Linked DNA regions of Arachis hypogaea: region 2 is linked to region 1. A link is a contact called in public Hi-C data. All regions are on one chromosome and are shown on one strand. Each heading gives the region's core, a stretch centred on a gene start, on an enhancer-like site or on the middle of the called end of the contact. The rest is flanking DNA. Distances are from core to core; before and after follow the strand shown.

The links. Hi-C and Micro-C count contacts between places; a contact is called where the count stands out from the background.
Region 2: a contact with region 1 is called in a Hi-C map of an unstated tissue, with 2.4 times the contacts expected there. The contact joins the promoter of LOC112711184 here to the enhancer-like site in region 1. A contact is called at or near these places in 2 of 8 Hi-C or Micro-C datasets (leaf and an unstated tissue).

Annotation. Positions count from the first base shown.
Region 1 is chr9:88,724,487-88,729,812 of arahy.Tifrunner.gnm2.J5K5, forward strand. No RefSeq gene overlaps it. Among protein-coding and RNA genes, the nearest start is that of LOC112713029, 19 kb to the left of the region's middle. Within about 2 kb of position 3,170, at least 1 of the 3 cell types and tissues checked has open chromatin away from gene starts, as enhancers often do.
Region 2 is chr9:88,838,216-88,843,541 of arahy.Tifrunner.gnm2.J5K5, forward strand. It overlaps LOC112711184 (auxin-responsive protein IAA14), which reads left to right and starts at 2,861. Exons shown (of 5, transcript XM_025763785.3): 1 at 2,861-3,464; 2 at 3,815-4,092; 3 at 4,597-4,732; 4 at 5,208-5,269. The coding sequence starts at 3,196.

The DNA.
Region 1 (5,326 bases), core at 1,920-4,419:
CGCTAGTAAAAAGCACTTTCTCCTTCGATGGTACAAATGTGCTATGCATATCCATACTGAGACCAACCTTTGCTGTCAACTCCTTGACCAATGGACATCTGATCTAAATTGAGAAATCTCTTACAACTCTTTGCACGCCATAAAGTTCTTCTCCAAGAATTAGGTTCACATACGTTTATGTGTGTAAAGGTAAAAGAATAAAACTCTTGTGTTTTTATTCTCATCTTTTTTCTCTACTCTTGACATACATATATATAGTATGAGATTTGTTACTGATTTTAAATTTGAATCTCAATTCAAATTTGAATCATATCTTATTATTTTAAATTTGAATCTTTCAAATTTATGAATTATATCATAATTAAATTTGAAATAGAATCAGTTAGGATTTCATCCAAATTTATAATTCAAATTTAGAAATAGAGTAACTAATTATTCTCAAATCTCATTTAATATTCTCAATGATCATACTATTATTACATATCCTTGGTGCTAGCAAAGAATATAATAATATTCTATTTGAATTACTATAATTATTTATTTGATCAAATCAAAATAATAATTAAATAATTCTAAAGCAAAGATTAGAACACTCATTAATGTGTGATCCCATAGGTTCAATACTAAGTGGGTAGTAAATTAGTCATACTAAATTTACTAATCGAGGTTGGCGTCTTGCAACACTTCTTAACGACCCAATAGTATGAAGTAATATATGTTTACTAAGAACCCGAGAAGAATAAAGTATAGTTCCTTCTATCTTTCCAACTCTTGGTTAACCTTTAGAGTATGATTTAATTGTCAAACTCTAACTTGTTACCATTATTATAATGAACTGTGAATGACTTAAAAAACTTATTTCTTCATTCATTCAATCTCCTTGGCCAAGGTTTTATTCATCTCAGTCATTATAATCATAGAGCTCAAACTCTTTACCGAGAGTTGATAGATTCTTTATTGACTAATTAATCATTAATTGTACAAGTATTTAAATCATACCCAATGTCTATTCAACTAACATCCTAGGATATTAGGTGTCCGAAATCAAAGTATAATAAATACATTGTCAATTACTTCTCAAGTCAAAGGAACTCTATTACTATGTTCATTTTAAGAATATCCTATTCACAAATATGCAGTAATTATAACTATTAAGAATTCTCAAAGTGAGTCAATTCAATGGTCATATTTCTATATATATAATTTAATAAATGAGATCAATTAATCTTCATCCAATAAAAACCATTATATATATATATTGATCTTTCTAAATTATTATGTCCTTTTTAATAATCTTATGGCCAAGAATAATTTATATTAAATTATAAAATATTTATCTCTCAATATTATGATCACTATCATAATGATAAATTTTTAAATTTAATCAAAGATCTTATTATATTAATATTTTAATATAATAATAATAATAATAATATATTATTTGACACATGAATTGGATTGTAGTTATATTATTTATTCCCAACAGATATCGTTGTTGGTGAGAGAGAGAGAAAATTTCACAATTGAAGTTGTTGTCATCACGGTTGTCGCTTTTTTAGCTTCTTCCTCTCTGGTTGATCTCTTTCTCCACACGAAGGAAGTAATTTTGTCCTTAACAAAATTTGTGATGGCAGAAAATGATTTTAAAATAAAATGAATACTAGAGATTATTTTAAACATAAAAAATTTAAAAAATAATTTTAATTTTCAATTAATAAAATTACAGGAATTAAAATTGTACTTAACCCTTATATTATTTTTACTATTTTATGAATATGTTAAATTTAAGGGATGATGTTTCTGAATTTTTTAAATGAGAAAAGATATATGTATTGCCTTAAAAGTGGTAGTTATGCCTTTAAACACTAAAAACAAAAAAGTAAAATATAACAAAAATCAAAAATAAAAAGAGGGAAAAAAAAGAAAGAGAAACAAAAAGGTAGAAGGACATCTTAGAGGATCTCATTCTTGTTTTGTGTGAAAGAATGTTTAAATGTTTAGAAAAATTTAATGTACAAATATCATTACTTTTTAAACGTTAAAATCTCGGTTTCAAACATTGTTTAAAAATATATTTAAAATAATAAAAGCTTAAATTTACTTCTTATGTCAAAAAATTATCCTTTAACTAACAATCATATTATATATACACAAAAATTTAATTATTAAATTAATTATTCGTATAAAATATATATTAATAAAATATAAAATATATATTAAAAATAGTATAATATATATATATATATATATATATATATATATATATATATATTTGTGTTAGTAACCAATCTTTATGTACACATAAAATTTTTGTTTAACCAAATAAAGTTAATTTTTTTAATTTTGAACATGTTATCAAAGTTTAGTCAATTAAGAATTAAATAACTAACCTGGTAAATTTCACATGACATGAAAGTGGATTAAAGTTACGAATGTTTTACGAGTACGGATAATTCAATTATCAGATCAAAACTAACTCAATTCGATTTAATTGATTTTGTACTCATCGAATAATTGGATTTGATTAAATCTGACCTTAATTAATTCTGCTAATAATTTTATAATTGTAGAATTTGAATTAAACTGATTATCCGATTAATGTTATATTATATTATAAAATTAAATTATATATACTAACTTTATCACCTTGACCCCCATTTCTTTAGTAATCAGCAGTCACCCTGTGTTCTCCTCCCTTGTCAGTTTATTTGTGATGCTTAAAGACTTAATAACTAACGTTATGTGGTTTATTTTACTATTTTTTTTGTAAAATTTTAAATATTTAAAAATTTTCAAACTATGGATATTAGATGATTTTTTTAGTATAAATATGATGATGTATTTTAGTATGTAATTCATCTATTTTTTGTTTTTTATTTTTTTTTATTTTTGCTATTACATATTTATAGAAAGTTTTTTTTCTACTTTTTCTAAAATTAATTTTTAATCGAATGCTTGATTATTCGAATTAATCTAACTTGGATTTAATTGGTTCAGATTGGTTTAAATTCACTTAAAAAAACCTCTTATTCGATCTATTCTGAACCAATTAATTTTTATTGATTCGATTCTTATTTTTTTTTTCTAAACTCAAACTAATCCGACCAGTGTGAATCCCAAACTAAAGTTTCATATTGCTTAAGGATAACACCGTGGCATTAGAAGAGTTTGAATATCCTTCCGCGCACTATATGAGCTAGGTACGAGTGAACTTTGATCCATATTATAAATATAATTAAGACATTGTTTAAGAACAAGTTGCTAACATTTTCAACTAGTGATATTTAAGGGAATCTTACAAAATGTCTCCAAAAGAATTATTGCAAATAACACTTTCCATTTCTTTTATAATTAAAATAAGTTTAGCTCCAAGAAAAATACAATATGAAAGATAAAAAATAATTAAAGCTTATACAACTATACAAGAGATACCGTTATTTGTGTATTTCATTTTAGCAATTTAAATTTTTAGAAAAAGTAATTTCATGACACATTTAAAATATTAAAAATTTAGAAACATGTGATCAGTTTTTCTATTTTAATAAATCCATCAAAAACATCCTTTGACGACTAGTTCATTTGTTACCACTACTTCAGTTTAAATTCTTATCCATGACTTCAATCATTTTCGAAATGATCCGATGGCAGATCAGATCATCCTAGAGGGGGAAAATTAAGTTTCTTAATTTAAGATATCTTTTGTATAATATAAAATAGAAAAGTACTATAATTTTCTTAATATGCTCAAATAAGTTGATCTTTTCAATCAATCATTGATCAATAGTAAACGTAACTGTTGACTAGTATTTTCATATGTAATAAAAATTTTAGCCGACATGTTAACATAGCTTAATAAGTCACCTTACACATTGAATTATTCAATTAAGTAGTGCCGCTTGTGATAGATAGGTTGTGCCTACCTAATAAATTTTCTTCCTCTTCTTCTGTCCCTACTCGCACACACTATTCTCCAGGTATTACGTTTTTGACCACAGGACCACTTAAAGTTTGACCAGGTTTTTATTGACCTTACAACAAAATATAGACATAATAATAATAACTAATTAGGACCACTACTCTTAAAAATTCCCTTAGCTAATAAAAATACATAATGTGGTGTAAAATGTGGAATATGGGATTATCTAAAATTAGAGTCACTGTCCAAATTAGATAAGGATATGCATGGGATTTCCCTGCACCAAAAATTGGCTTCTTGTATTCTTTTGTGATTAAGACCCCATTGAGGATTTCTAAACTCTAAAAGACGAAAAGGTATGTTTTTATTTTTGGACAAGTCCATCTTCGCCAAGTTCTCTTAGAATATGTGGCCAAGATGATATGAATCCAATGGATACTTATCATTGAGGTAGGTTAGAAAGAAACAATCCAAGATGGGGTTAAGGAAGGGATGTTGACATGGCAAGGGCACAGCTAGGGTTTGAGATGTTTCTTGCTCTTAGACGATGTGACCTGTCTCTAAGTAATCACCATGCCCTAAAAAGTTATATAGTTATGATATGAAAATGATGTAGTCCTTCATCATTTATCATGTGCTCTGCTGGAGAAGCTTCAAGATTTGCTGTATGTTACACCCTCTCTTGCAATCCTATTTTTCTTAAAAAAATAAAATAAAAATATTTCTTACAATATTTACCATCGATAAATAATTCGTTTTTGCGTATTTGAAAATTGTTATATGTATAACGTAGAATTCACACTCTCAAAATATTAGAGGTATAACTATTTATGTCGCTTTTTCTATTTATTTAAGATTTTGAAAAAGAAATTATACCATGACATGACATGATATGAGAATTTTTATAATTAAAAAAAAAAGTATAAGGCAAATAAAAAAGATAAAAGAATGCTTATGCAAAATTTATGCAAGGCCAAAAGTAACTTTTGTGTGAGGGTCGTATTAGAGATCTAATTATTCATGATACAAAATTAAAAATATAACTATGTATATATTTTTTATCAATTTAATTAATTTTTTAAACAAATAGCTCTATTATATGATATTAAAACTTTTATATATGAAACTATTAGAATTTAATTTTTATAAAACCCCAAAAATATATTTTAGTATAAAGCAAATAAAATAAAATAAAAATTTATACAAAAATTCATGTAAATTCAAAATAAAACTCTTATATAAAACGTGCTAAAAATATAATTATTTATATCTCCTCCTATCACCTTAAATATTTAAGAAAAATAATTTCATGGCACTCATCATAAAGAGGCCTCTAGTACTTCAACATATATGGCCTCGGTGGTTCTTTGTATTTGCATTCCAATTTCGTTGCTAATGTTCACATTATTT
Region 2 (5,326 bases), core at 1,611-4,110, 110 kb after region 1:
TTGAATTTACCGTCGGATAAATCTGATGGTAACTCGTTTCGGGTCACCAAAATTCAGCATTTCACTAAAATAAGTTTACCAGCAGATTGTTCTGACGATAAATCCCATGCTAAATTTTGCGCCTATTTCTCCCATTTTTAATCTAAGTATTAATGGCGAATTTACCGTCGAAAATGAAAATCTACCAGTAACGATTTGACTAAACGAATTTCACAGCATTTTTTGTAGTAAAAGATGGCGAAGACCTATCAAAATTGGTGTAAACCGAACCAACCAAACCGTTCGAGTGAAAACTCTAAAATCAATGCATACTCCCTTTGCTATTAAGTTATGCTGTTCCTTGTTATTCTATATAGCTATAAGCTACTTATTATAGTAAAAACGCACAATAATTTTATTACATATTATTTTAATTTTATACTTACTTATATTTAAATTAATTATATTTTTATTATTCATAATTATTAATATAAATATAAATATGTATAACTAAAAAATATCAAATATTTTTATTAGTTATAATATAATTTTTTTATGATTATATGATATTTATTAATATTATTTTTTTAATAAATATATATAGTATATAAGAATATAATAAATATAAATCAATTAGTTAGTTATTAAAATAAAAAATAGTTACTTTAATATAAAAATAAAATTAAACATTTTTATTATAAAAAATACTAAAATTTTATATAATTATTTAATAATAATTGAATTATAACTTGTTGAGAATTGATTGTTTTTAAAATATTAGTGAAGATATGTATTTAAATTTTGATTATTTTATATTTTTTATTTATAAAGAATCGGTTCTTTCAGTTCAACCAGCAGTAACTTATATTAATTAAAATAATAAATTAATAATTTGACCAATTTGATCACCTATTCGATTTTGATAACTATGATAAAATCTAACGAATCATTTTAATTTTTTTCTCTTAAAATAATTATATGTTTTAAATAGTTATCACAATGAATTCTATGAACTCTAAAAGTGAGTATATTCGACGGCATTGGTTTTAATTAATGGCATCTATAAAAAATGTAATTGATTATATATTATAATAATATATATAGTTATCTATACCTTAATGTAAAAATAACTCTTTGCTTTAAATTCTCAAAATAATACTCACCTTTTCGGTGAATTAAATTTAGAATAATGTTAGAGGATTAATAGAATTTTATTATTTTTGGTCAATAATTTATAATTGGTTACTATTATTTAAAAATATTGGCTAAAGTCTAAAACTATATTATTAGGTTACTAAACTAAAAATATTGAGTTAATGACTAAAAATATAAGTCAATATAAAATAAAATCATTAACCTTTGAGTTTTTCTCTTAAATTTAGAATCTATTAGGAGATATTTTGCCAATAGACTTGGTTTAAAACGTTTTGAAGAGTTATTTGTCCTTTTTAAAAATATAAAAACCTTGTTTTATATTTAGTAAATAAAAAAAATAATGTACTTATGTTTGTAATTTTAATTTTAAAAGTTGAATGTGTTTAACAAAGAGTTTTTTAAGTTGGTTTATATTTATTAAAATTAAACAATCTAATATAATTTTATATTTATGTTTATTATAATCTTTTTAGATTTTAAAAACTATTTTTCAAATGCAATTGTTTTTTTATGTTTATTGAAAGTTATTTTTAGTTTGATTTATTAAATATAGATGGTACAACTTAAAAGAAAAAGATGATCTTTTAACAGATAATTTTGATAGATTATTTTTTAAAAAATAAAAAGTTTACTAAATCAAGCCGTAGTTAGTCCGAAATTATATATTTAAAGAATTGTTCGAAATTTCACACACAAACATATATGTAAATTTATTTAGAGGAGAAAAGATTTAGAGTAATAGTTGAATTATTTGTGTGTAATTTAAAGTTATTAATTTAAATTATAGAATTATTCATGGATATAATTATTAGATTAGGCTGGCTGTATTATCTTCTTTGATGTAAGAATTTTTATGTATTCCACATTAATATCTAAGATTAAAAGCTTATCATCAATAATCTATATTGAAAATTGAACATATTATAAAAATTTAAGTGGACAAACTTTAAACATATGATCCAACTATTTGTTTGAGGTGGTAAATAATCAATATATCCGCGCATGGAAATTTCCAAAATTACATGTATATATTAATTACATTATATATTCATTTCCTAGTGAAGATGACAGAGAAAGAAATTATAGAGGGTGCACTATTTTAGATAACTAAACATGGTAACCAGTCCTCAAATGAGAGGACAGCAGAAGACGGAACACTAACAAGACCAAGTGCCATGCATGTGCCTTGAAAATTACAACAAAGGTTGATTAGTACATTTGGGGAGACATATATTTTGGAAGCCATTAACATTTTGGTAGGTACCCTCAAATAATAATCCCGTTTATCATCAAAGGAGAAATAATTGTTCAACTATATATTATTAATATTTTTTTTTATCGACACGACTATTTTGTTATCTTTGAAATTTCAGTGTACTTTATATTTTTTAATATTTAGTGATTTTTAAATTTATAATTACACTTTTTATATTATAATTTTTTATTTTTAAAATAAAAAAATTTAAACATTAAAAATTATTATTTTAATAACACAATTTTATAACTACGGTAACTATTATAACATAATATATAGGTATAGTTTTTTTTATAATATTTTTTAATTTAACAAATTAAAAATTAATTTATCATTAATTAAAATTATTATTTATTAACTAATAAATTATTATATATATAAAATAAAAAAATTATTATATATAAGATAAAATTTAAATCTTTAATACTTATTTTAGGAGATTATTAAAAACAAATTGGTTATAATAGTCATGGGAAAGAGTCCGTTAAGCCTACCCATTTGCAAAGATCAACGCCCCATATATGTCCAGGTGTCAGCATGCAATTGGATCCAAACATGATATGACATACACATGCAGTCACAAGCACAAGTTCCTCAAAGGGCCTATATTATTGAGGGGCTATCACATTCTCTCTCTCTCTACTGCTTCCAATTTCTATATAGCCAAACCAAGAAAGCATTATAATAGAAAGAAGAGAACACCATATTCATAAGAAACAGTTTGAGAGAGCAAAGAGAAAGAGAAAGAGAAATTAGAATTAGAAAATAAGCTGAGAGAGTTCCATTTGATAACGGTAGAGCCAAAAATGGCAACTATGTTGGCAAAGGAGCATGGCTTGAATCTGAAAGAGACTGAGCTTTGCCTTGGCCTGCCCGGCGGAGGTGGAGGCGGAGGCGGAGACACGGCAACGGCAGAAACTCCGAGAGCCACCGGGAAGAGAGGGTTCTCTGAGACGGTTGATCTGAAGCTTAACCTTCAAGGCAATGATACTAACAAGGAAGATCTGAATGAGAATCTGAAGAATGTTCCAAAGGAGAAGACTCTCCTTAAGGACCCTGCCAAGCCACCCGCTAAGTATGTTTCCCTTAATTAATTCCTTTCATCTCCCTTATTTCGTTATATAATCAAATTATTCTTTTTTAAAAATTTAAATCGATAGAAAAAAGGTACATGAATATACTTATATTTTTAACATATTTTTTTTAAATAGGAGTTTTTTAAGGTATATTTAAATTTTTGTATAGATTTTTTTTATACTACTTTTTTTTTTCTTTTGGATGAAAACAAGTTAAAGATGACACTCTAGACTTTTTGTTTATATCTTCTCTTAAAAATTTAAATTGATATAAAAAATCATATTTTGAATACATTAATTTGATGAATTTAAGTGAATATGAAAATATTATTATGATGACGATGATCAGGGCTCAAGTAGTTGGATGGCCACCAGTGAGGTCATACAGAAAGAACATGATGGCACAAAAAGTGAGCACTGAGGAAAATAACAATGGCAGCGCCACCACTGAGAAGACAACAAGCAGCGCCGCCGCTGCAGCTACCACCGCTGCTTCTACTGGTGGTTCATTTGTGAAGGTCTCCATGGATGGAGCTCCTTACCTTCGCAAGGTCGACCTGACAATGTACAAAAGCTACCAAGACTTATCTGATGCCTTGGCCAAAATGTTCAGCTCCTTCACCATGGGTTAGTACCATATCCATATTCATATTTCTTAGATTAGATCTCCAAATTCGATTTCTCAGTTCTCTATTATCGTTTAAATTTATTTAAATTTTATGAGTTTAATTCAACTACTTAGACCTCCAAAAGCTCTATTATTAGTTCAACTTTGATGAGACTGAACGTGTATATAATAATAATATGAAAGAAAATAGCACATAAAATTACAAAGTTACTATTATTATTATTATATATAATGAAATAAAAAATTAATTTTAATGCATTGTTTATTTGCTGAAAATTAAATTCATATAATAATAGTTTTTAAATTTGTTTCTTTGATGCATGGGAATTTGTGTTGATGGTGCTATCCATTAGTAATATGTTTAATTGAATTTATATATATTTGTTAGAATTGTGTATGATTGTGGCCTGGGTTTTATTTGGGTGTGAATGATTAAGTAGTACTATTATTGATAATAATAATATTATTAAATTAGGGTGTTGTTATTATTGTAATTGATGAAGGTAACTATGGGTCCCAAGGAATGATTGATTTCATGAATGAGAGCAAGTTGATGGATCTTCTGAACAGCTCTGAGTATGTGCCAACCTATGAAGATAAGGATGGTGACTGGATGCTCGTGGGTGATGTCCCATGGGAGTAAGTTTCTATTACCTTCATCTCACCACCGCCTCACCACCGCCGTCGTTGCCGTCTCCTCTCTACAATTTGATTACAGTTTTCATAACACACGTTCATTCAAATACACAGTTAGGAAATTATCACCAAATTATTTATTTTCAAAATCTAAAATATAACTATTTTTGTTTACTTTCAATATAATTTCTTTTTTATTTAATTAGCTAGGTGCTATTTTATTTATATATATATATATATACAAACATTTAAGTATTGTACTTATTATTATCAAAAAGGAAAATTAAATGTATTATTTACTAATTAATTACTCATGTGGATTAGAAATTTTTATCTAGTTAAAAAAACTTTGATTATTAAGAGGTTATTTAGAAACATGCTTTTAATTTAAGAGGTTTTTTTTTTTTTTAATAGTCTTCTTTTACTTCAACACATAGAGACCCATGAAATTAACCTAAATTATTTACTTTTTGTGAAGGATGTTTGTTGGATCATGCAAGCGTCTGCGAATAATGAAAGGATCAGAAGCTATTGGGCTTGGTATGAATTATTGATCATATGTTTGGTTACATCAACTTTTTCTTTTCATTCATTTAA